Regions from separate parts of the Macaca mulatta genome. Here region 2 is linked to region 1. The links are chromatin contacts, called in public Hi-C maps. All regions are on one chromosome and are shown on one strand. Each heading gives the region's core, a stretch centred on a gene start, on an enhancer-like site or on the middle of the called end of the contact. The rest is flanking DNA. Distances are from core to core; before and after follow the strand shown. Region 1 has its middle 46 kb from the start of ABCA1. Region 2 holds the start of ABCA1 (ATP binding cassette subfamily A member 1).

Region 1 (4,096 bases), core at 474-2,973:
GAGCAATCTCAGCTCACTGCAACCTCCACCTCCCAAGTTCAAGCGATTCTCCTGCCTCAGCCTGCCAAGTAGCTGGGAATACAGGCATGGGCCACCACACCCAGCTAATTTTGTATTTTTAGTAGAGACAGGGTTTCACCATGTTGGCCAGGATGATCTCCATTTCTTGACCTCGTGATCCGCCCGCCTCAGTCTCCCAAAGTGCTGGGATTACAGGTGTGAGCCACTGTGCCCAGCCTACCTCTATTTTCATCTCCACCTCTCCCAACAGACATGAAGGTCAGAGACTGAACTATGCATTCATCATTTGTATGTCTATTTGACATGTATCGAAAGGCCACTACATGTTAGCACTTCTAATACAATGGTGAACAAAATAGTGCTGCAGCTTCTCAAGCAAGGCAGGCAGGCCAGGTGTGGTGGCTTACATCTGTAATCCCAGAACTTTGGGAGGCTGAAGCAGGAGGATCACTTGAGCCCAGAAGTTTGAAACTGGCCTGAGTAACATAGTGAGACCTCCTCTAATTTTTTTTTTTTAATTAGCTGGGCATGGTGGTGCATGCCTGTAGTCCCAGCTACTCCAGAGGCTGAGGTGGGAGAAGGATTGCTTGAGCCCAGGAGTCTGAACTTGCAGTGAACTATGATCACGCCACTGCACTTCAACCTGGGTGACAGAGGGAGACCCTGTCTCAAAGAAATAAAGAAAAGAAAAAAACAGGCAAACAAGCAATCATATAACAAACTGTGGCTAACCCTATCCTTTGGGAAATACAGAATACTTTATAGGACAGCCTGGTGTCCTTGGGGGAAAGGAACCTTTTAACTTAAGATCTGATGTACATCTTTCCAGGGCCCAGCACAAAGTATGTGCTCAATCTGAAACATTACCCTAGGCAAAATCCTGCGGGCTTGCTGGAGAGGTCACTCACTAAGGGGCAATTGCTAGTCAATTTAAGAGTGATTGTGGTGAGCCAGGGGCTCAGGGCCTGAGCATTCAGAAAGCCAGCTAGCGTCAGGTGCAGCTGGTCACCTCCTTCAGCTCTTTCTGACGCATTTGTGAAGTGGTAGGAAAAACAATAGACTTAGAACTCCTGTAGGGTTCAGTCCTGGGGTTCTGCCACTGATTACATTCGTGTGTTCTCACTTGTCCTTTTGTATAATGATGCCATCTTCCAGAGCAAAGGAAGCTATGAAAGCCTGTTGCAAATGTAAGGACATGGAATCTATTTATCTAATCTATCGCCTGGCTGTCTCAATTTGTAGGGGAAGAAGAGGGCAGGGTAAACAATAAGCTTAGAAGAGCTGGCAGGGGCACTGCCTTGTAGGGCCTGTGCCTCAAGCCTTTTGTTGTCTCGCATGATCTGGATTTGGCAAGGAGGGGGCAGCTTGAATTCCAGGCGGGCTAAAAGGCCTTGGCTGAGAAGGTCTAACGGATTTCACAACACAGTATGGAAAGGCTTCCCACGAAGCGATCGGGGTGGGGGATGGGGAAAGCTGCAATTCTGCAAACTGGGAAAGGGTAGGAGGTGGGAGGTTCCCGAAAGCCAGGATGGAGTAGCGATTAAAACCCTTGATTACTGACACTACCCAGCACCCCCAACCGACCCCCTCCAAATCTCTGCCTTAACAACCGCAGCCTACAAGCAATGTTATCACAAACTTGCACCGCAGGCCCTACCTCTGAGCCCAGCCAGCCCTAAGGGATCAGCCAGCCCTTGAAAGGCGCGGGAGGAGCGGCCCCCACCTCCGCCAGCCGCGCATGCGCGCCGCTTACTCTGCGTTCCAACACCTTCTAACACTCATCAACGGCGCCCCGATCCGCAGATTAAAGGATCCTTCTCCCCTTTTATCCCCGGCTGTGCCCCATGCTCAATACACGGCAACTCCAGAGTCCGTAGGCAGCTGTGCAGTGTGGGGGCGGGGGAGGGGGGCAAAGGAAACGAGTCAAGAAGCTCTCAGGCCTGGCTCGAAACTACAACTCCCAGCAGACCCCGCGCCTCCCCGCCTTCTTGTGGGCGGGCCGAGGGGGGGGGACAGCGGCTTAAAGCGGCGACATCGCTACGTGTTTGGACGGCTGGGTGCATGCTCCGCGCTTTGTGAGCCGGCGGTGGGAGGGTGGAGAGAGCGTTGGCATCTTTCTGTCTTTGCCTGTTGTACCTGAACTAGTAAACAGCACAGTTGAAATAACCTCTGAGCGCGTTTAGAGGCGTCTCTCAGGTTCAGCAACTTGTTGCCCCTACTTCACAAATTCTGCATCGTTGGTTTAGCAAATGAGAACCTGAAAAATCGCCTGTATGTTAAATTCCTATCTTTCTTCCTTCGTTCTTTCTTTTCTTTTCTTCTTTTCTTTCTTTCTTTCTTTTTTTTCTTTTCTCTCTTTTTTTTTTTTATTTCTTGACGTAGCCTCACTCTGTTGCCCAGGCTGGAGTGCAGTGGTGTGATCTCGGCTCACTGCAACCTTTGCATCCCAGATTCAAGAGAGTCTCCTGTCTCAGCCTTCCAAGTAGCTGGTATTACAGGCACGCCCCACTACCGCCCAGCTAATTTTTGTATTTTTAGTGGAGACTGGGTTTCACCATGTCAGCAAGGCTGGCCTTGAACTCCTGACCTCAGGTGATCCACCCACCTTGAGCTCCCACAGTGCAGGAATTACAGCCGTGAGCCACCACGCCCGGCTAACTTCCTGTAAAAATAAATTATTTTCCCTACCATGTCCAAGCAACACTTTTTTTTTCCTAGTTTGCAGGTGTCAATGGTTGATGTTTACTATCACTTATTTTCCCTGAAGACTCAAACACACAAAAAAGAGGGGAGTCTGTTTAAAGAAATTTTGCAGTGAATCATCCTGAAAACTTAAAAGCTTGTTTTGATAAGTTTTATACTTTAATTTTCTAACTTTTGTAATGAAGTGTCTTTAAAATGCAGGACACTTGAAATCCCTTTTTAAAGTGCAGAGTTAAAAATCTGTTTTAAGTGGTATTCTAGTTTTTGAATAGGACGCAGAGGAGTTTAAAGTTTAAAGAGGTTTAAGATCTACTCTTTGCTTCTTGCTAATGATGCAAAACGGTGGTTCTTAGAGGGCACGAGAGATAGCTACCTTCCAGAATAGTGCTATTGGCCTGCATGACTATAATGGGTTTCTAGAACAGAGTGGTTTAGACTGTGACTTCTTGCAGTCGCTAATGAACATCCTCCACATGCTAACGATGAACTCCTTTTGTTTTTGTTTGTTTGTTTGTTCCAAACAAATACAATTTAAAGGCCTCCAAGGGAGTCATTTGGGAACTTGAATGCAGAATGGTTTAGAGTTGGATTTTTTCTTTGTTTTTGGAGTTAGCTTCAGCCTGCTGTTTTATGACTATGTATGTGTTCACTCTATTTAGTGTGGCATTTATAGATATCATGAAATTGATCAACTTGGCCAAAAGTTAACAAGATATATAATTTGTTCTTTGTGTGGAGCAGCCCAGCAATAGGCATACTGAAAAATGGAAATACTAGTTGATGTATAGTGATTTTGATCGCTAGAGCAGCTATTGTGTTCTGAACAGACCCCCTGTACATTGTGAAACATTAATAGGGAGGAAGCAATACTCGTGATATTTGGTAATATTTAGATTTTTCCTTTTTTTTTTTTTTTTTTTTTTTTTGAGATACAGTCTTGCCCTGCTGCCCAGGCTGGAGTGCAATGGTGCAATCTTGGCTCACTGCAGCATCCACTTCCTGGGTTCAGGCAATTCTCCTGCCTCAGCCTCCTGAGTATCTGGGATTTCAGACATGTGCCACCACGCCCAGCTGATTTTTTTATATCTTTAGTAGAGATGGGGTTTCACCATGTTGGCCAGGCTGGTCTCGAACTCTTGACCCTGTGATCCACTGGCCTTGGCCTCCCAAAGTGCTAGGATTACAGGTGTGATTCTCAAATCTTTTTGTTTGTTTGTTTTTTGAGATGGAGTCTCACTCTGTTGCCCAGCCTGGAGTGCAGTGGTGGGATCTCAGCTCACTGCAACCTCTGCCTCCCAGATTCAAGTGATTCTCTCATGCCTCAGCCTTCCAAATAGCTGGGATTACAGGCACGGGCCACCATGCCAGGCTA
Region 2 (4,096 bases), core at 888-3,387, 46 kb after region 1:
TCCAGCCTGGGTAGACAGCAAGACCCTGTGTCAAAAGAAAGAAAAGAGAGAAAAGAAATAAAGAAAGAGAAAGAGGAGGGGAGGGGAGGGGAGGGGAGAGGGAGGGAGGGAGGAAAGAAGGAAGGAAGGAAAGAAAAAAGATGAAAAAAGAAAAAAAAAAAGATGAAACAGAGGCAGAAAGACTTTACCTAAATTGCTCATCATGTGGTTGTCAAGATTGACCCCAAAACTCAATTTATTGACCAAGGTTATTCTTTGACTGAGGCAAGGGGGTCCCCTCTCTTGGGCCTTGGACTTTAGAAAGCTCATCTCTGGCCTTTCTGAGATCCACCTCTCTCTTCCTTTTTTTTTTTTTTTCTTGACACGGAGTCTTGCTCTGTCACTCAGGCTGGAGTGCAGTGGTGTGATCTCAGCTCACTGTAACCTCTGCCTCCCAGGTTCAAGCGATTCTCCTGCCTCAGCCCCCTGAGTAGCTGGGATAACAGGCACCCGCCACCATGGGATAACAGGCACCCGCCACCATGTCTGACTAATTTTTGTATTTTTAGTAGAAACTGGGTTTCATCATGTTGGCCAGGTTGGTTTCGAACTCCTGACCTCAGATGATTTGCCCACCTTGGCCTCCCAAAATGCTGGGATTACAGGCATGAGCCACTGCGCCCGGCTTAGATCCATCCCTTTCTAAGGGCAAACAGTCCATGGTGCAAAGGGGCCATGCCACCCAGAGTTATGAGTACCTGGGACTCCAGAATTCCTTGCCTTGTGGCCTCCACGTGCACTTCCAGGGCCTGCTTGGGCCTCTTCTATGGGTCTGTCCTGAGTGTTGATAGAACCACTGATGTGGGTACCTGGGCTTGAGCTGTAGCCTGGAGATCCTGTTGACTGTAGCCTGGAGGGGGCTTGTGCAGCTGAGTGTCTGCATGCAGGTGGTGGGAGTTCTGGAATATAATGGAGCTGGAGGTGGGAAGAGAAGTAGGCTTGGGGCGCTCTCTCATGCCACCTCATTCTGACCAAAACTCAGGTCAAACTGTGGAGTCTAAACGTGAATCTACACAAGGTGGTTACAAAGGTATCTTTGTCAAGGCAGGAGACATTTAGTTTGTTGGCTTGATGGATGACTTAAATATTTAGACATATGGTGTGTAGGCCTGCATTCTTGCTCTTGCCTTTTTTTTTTTTTTTGGCCCCTCCAATGTTTTGGATGGTTTTGCTCCCTACAGGCAAAGGCAAACAGAAGTTGGAGGTCTGGAGTGACTACATAATTTTACACGACTGCAATTCTCTGGCTGCACTTTACAAATGTATACAAGCTAAATACAAGTCCTGTGTTTTTATCACAGGGAGGCTGATCAATATAATGAAAATTAAAAGGGGGCTGGTCCATATTGTTCTGTGTTTTTGTCTGTTTCTTTTTTTGTTTTTGTGGCCTCCTTCCTCTCAATTTATGAAGAGAAGCAGTAAGATGTTCCTCTCAGGTCCTCTGAGGGACCTGGGGAGCTCAGGCTGGGAATCTCGAAGGCAGTAGGTCGCTATCAAAAACTAAAGTCAAGGTTTGTTGGGGGGGGGGGGGAAACAAAAGCAGCCGGTTACCCAGAGGACCAGCCTAGGTCTTTGAAAGGTACCAAAAGACAAAATGATTGGCGTCCTGAGGGGGATTCCGTATGGAGCTCCCTCTCCCCCAATCCCTCCCTCCGGCTGAGGAAACTAACAAACGAAAAAAAGATTGCGGAAAGCACGATTTAGAGGAAGCAAATTCCACTGGTGCCCTTGGCTGCCGGGAACATGGACTAGAGAGTCTGCGGCGCAGCCCCGAGCTCAGCGCTTCCCGCGGGTCTTAGGCCGGCGGGCCCCGGCGGGGAGCGGGGGCGCAGACCGCGGACCCTGAGACACCTGATGCACCCTCCACCCCCACCCCACCCACCTCCTCCCAACTCCCTAGCAGCTTCACCGGCGGCTGAACGTCGCCCGTTTAAGAGGCGGGCCGCGGCTCCACGTGCTTTCTGCTGAGTGACTGAACTACATAAACAGAGGCCGGGAAGGGGGCGGGGAGGAAGGCGAGAACAGGCTTTGACCGATAGTAACCTCTGCGCTCCGGGCAGCCGAATCTATAAAAGGAACTAGTCTCGGCAAAAACCCCGTAATTGCGAGCGAGAGTGAGTGGGGCCGGGACCAGCAGAGCCGAGCCGACCCTTCTCTCCCGGGTTGCGGCAGGGCAGAGCAGGGCGGGGGGCTCTGCGCACCAACAGGACTAGTTCTCAGGGCGCTTTGCTCCTTGTTTTTTCCCCTCGTTCTGTTTTCTCCCCTTCTCCGGAAGGCTTGTCAAGGGGTAGGAGAAAGAGACGCAAACACAAAAGTGGAAAACAGGTAAGAGGCTCTCCAGTGACTTATTGGGCGTTATTGTTTTGTTGCGAGGCCAAGGAAGCTTCGGGAAGCTCTCGGTTTCGGGGACTTTGATCCGGAGCCCCGCATGCCCACCACTTGCAACCCAAATGGGACCCGGGGCGGCGTAAATGGGAAGAGGATGTCCTAGGACGAGCTCTGGCGACCCCAGGACTGCGCTGCTGCGCTCGGGACTCGCCCGGCGGTGGAGACTTGGGGAGCATCTCTGGGCGTGGAGACCCGGGCGCAGTACCCCGGGCTCAGAGGGGTCGGGGGTGCCCGGGAGTGCTGAGGTCGCTGCTGCCGGGTGGGGAGAGTTGCAGGTCCGGCACGGAGCGCTTCTTTGTTCGGAGGGGCCTGAGTTGGCTAGAAACCCCTCTGGTTGCGGGTCGGCCAGTACCTACGGAGACAAATGCCAGCACTGAGTTCTCACTTGGTTCTTAAGAAGCTGGTCTGTTCTGACCTGGGAATCTGCTGTATGCACCCCGGGACTGGAGCAGCGCGTCCTTTTTCCCGAGAACTCGAGTTGGAGGTGTCCCAAACGGGGTCCGTGGTGCTATTACTCACTAGAGGCCTTGGGGCTTTGTGACCTGAGGGGTAGGGAGGTCCTGCCTACAGTCTCGGTGCGCTCAGCCGAGCTGGTGTCCCTGGCGCAGAGCGCGGAACGAGTTTCTTTCTTTTCTTTTTTTCTTTGAGTCTTGCTCTGTCGCCCAGGCTGGAGTGCAATGGAGCGATCTCCGCTCACTGCAACCTCTGCCTCCCGGGTTCAAGCGGTTCTCCTGCCTCAGGCTCCTGAGTAGCTAGGATTACAGGCGCGTCACCACACCCAGCTAATTTTTGTATTTTTAGTAGAGACGAGGTTTCAACTTGATGGCCAGGCTGGTCTCGAACCCCGGACCTCAGGTGATCCACCGGTCTCGGCCTCCCAAAGTGCTGGGATTACGGGCGTGAGCCACCGCGCCCGGCCGAGTTTTGTTTCTTCTAAATACAAGACTTAGGAGAGCCTGCGGAAACCCGGAGGTGGGGTGCCCAATCCTCCCTCCCCCACGTTCCCTGCCGCCCCATCTTCCAGACCCTTGCCGTTGGTCTCTTGGGGCAGCTTCTGCCTGGGCGCAGATGGGGAAGCTGGGGCGAGGTGGTGCTGTGGAATGACCGGGAATAACCCCGGCGGGCGGCGCAGAACTCGGAGCTCCGCCGCGGGGCTGGGCTGGGCTCTGCCTTGAGGGTGGGGGTGCTGGGCGCGCGGGCTGCGGTGGCCCCCGGAGACTAGCCCGCAGCGCCTCCTGGCCGGAGGACCTAGGAATCGGCCGGCTGTACTAGGTGTCTGCTCGCTGTGAATCCGGTGAAGACCGGTGAGTGCAGATGGGGAGGAACTATGAGGTTGAGGCGAAAGCCCGTTTGGTTTTTTTGTTGTTGTTGTTAGCGTGTTTGCCAACTCCCAGGCCGTTGGTAAATAAGGAAGGTTCTTGGGGCGGCGGACGGTGCCAGGGTTGTGTGTAGGTGCCTCTTTAGGTATATCTTTTATCAAAAAGAAGGAAAGAAATAAGATTAAAAATAAGAAAATAAAGAAAAAATTGTATGCCACTGTCTGTAATTGGCCTGCCTTTGCAGCACTGATACCATTAGCTTTTAAAATCCGACTTTTCAATGACATCCCAAGAAGAGAATGGGTAGTATATACACATTCATCTCACAGTGGACAAAGTTCATATTTAAA

What was found. A called contact is a pair of places that touch in the nucleus more often than the background predicts.
Region 2: a contact with region 1 is called in a Hi-C map of fetal cortex germinal zone, with 4 times the contacts expected there. The contact joins the promoter of ABCA1 here to the enhancer-like site in region 1. A contact is called at or near these places in 6 of 14 Hi-C or Micro-C datasets (CD4 T cells, blood, cortical neurons and 3 more).

The regions. Positions count from the first base shown.
Region 1 is chr15:53,417,163-53,421,258 of T2T-MMU8v2.0, forward strand. No RefSeq gene overlaps it. Among named protein-coding and RNA genes, the nearest start is that of ABCA1, 46 kb to the right of the region's middle. Within about 2 kb of position 1,724, at least 31 of the 40 cell types and tissues checked have an H3K27ac peak or open chromatin away from gene starts, as enhancers often do. A contact at or near this core is called in blood, cortical neurons, fetal cortex germinal zone and 1 more, where this site is marked.
Region 2 is chr15:53,463,134-53,467,229 of T2T-MMU8v2.0, forward strand. ABCA1 (ATP binding cassette subfamily A member 1) reads left to right here and starts at 2,138. Exons shown (of 50, transcript XM_015117158.3): 1 at 2,138-2,364.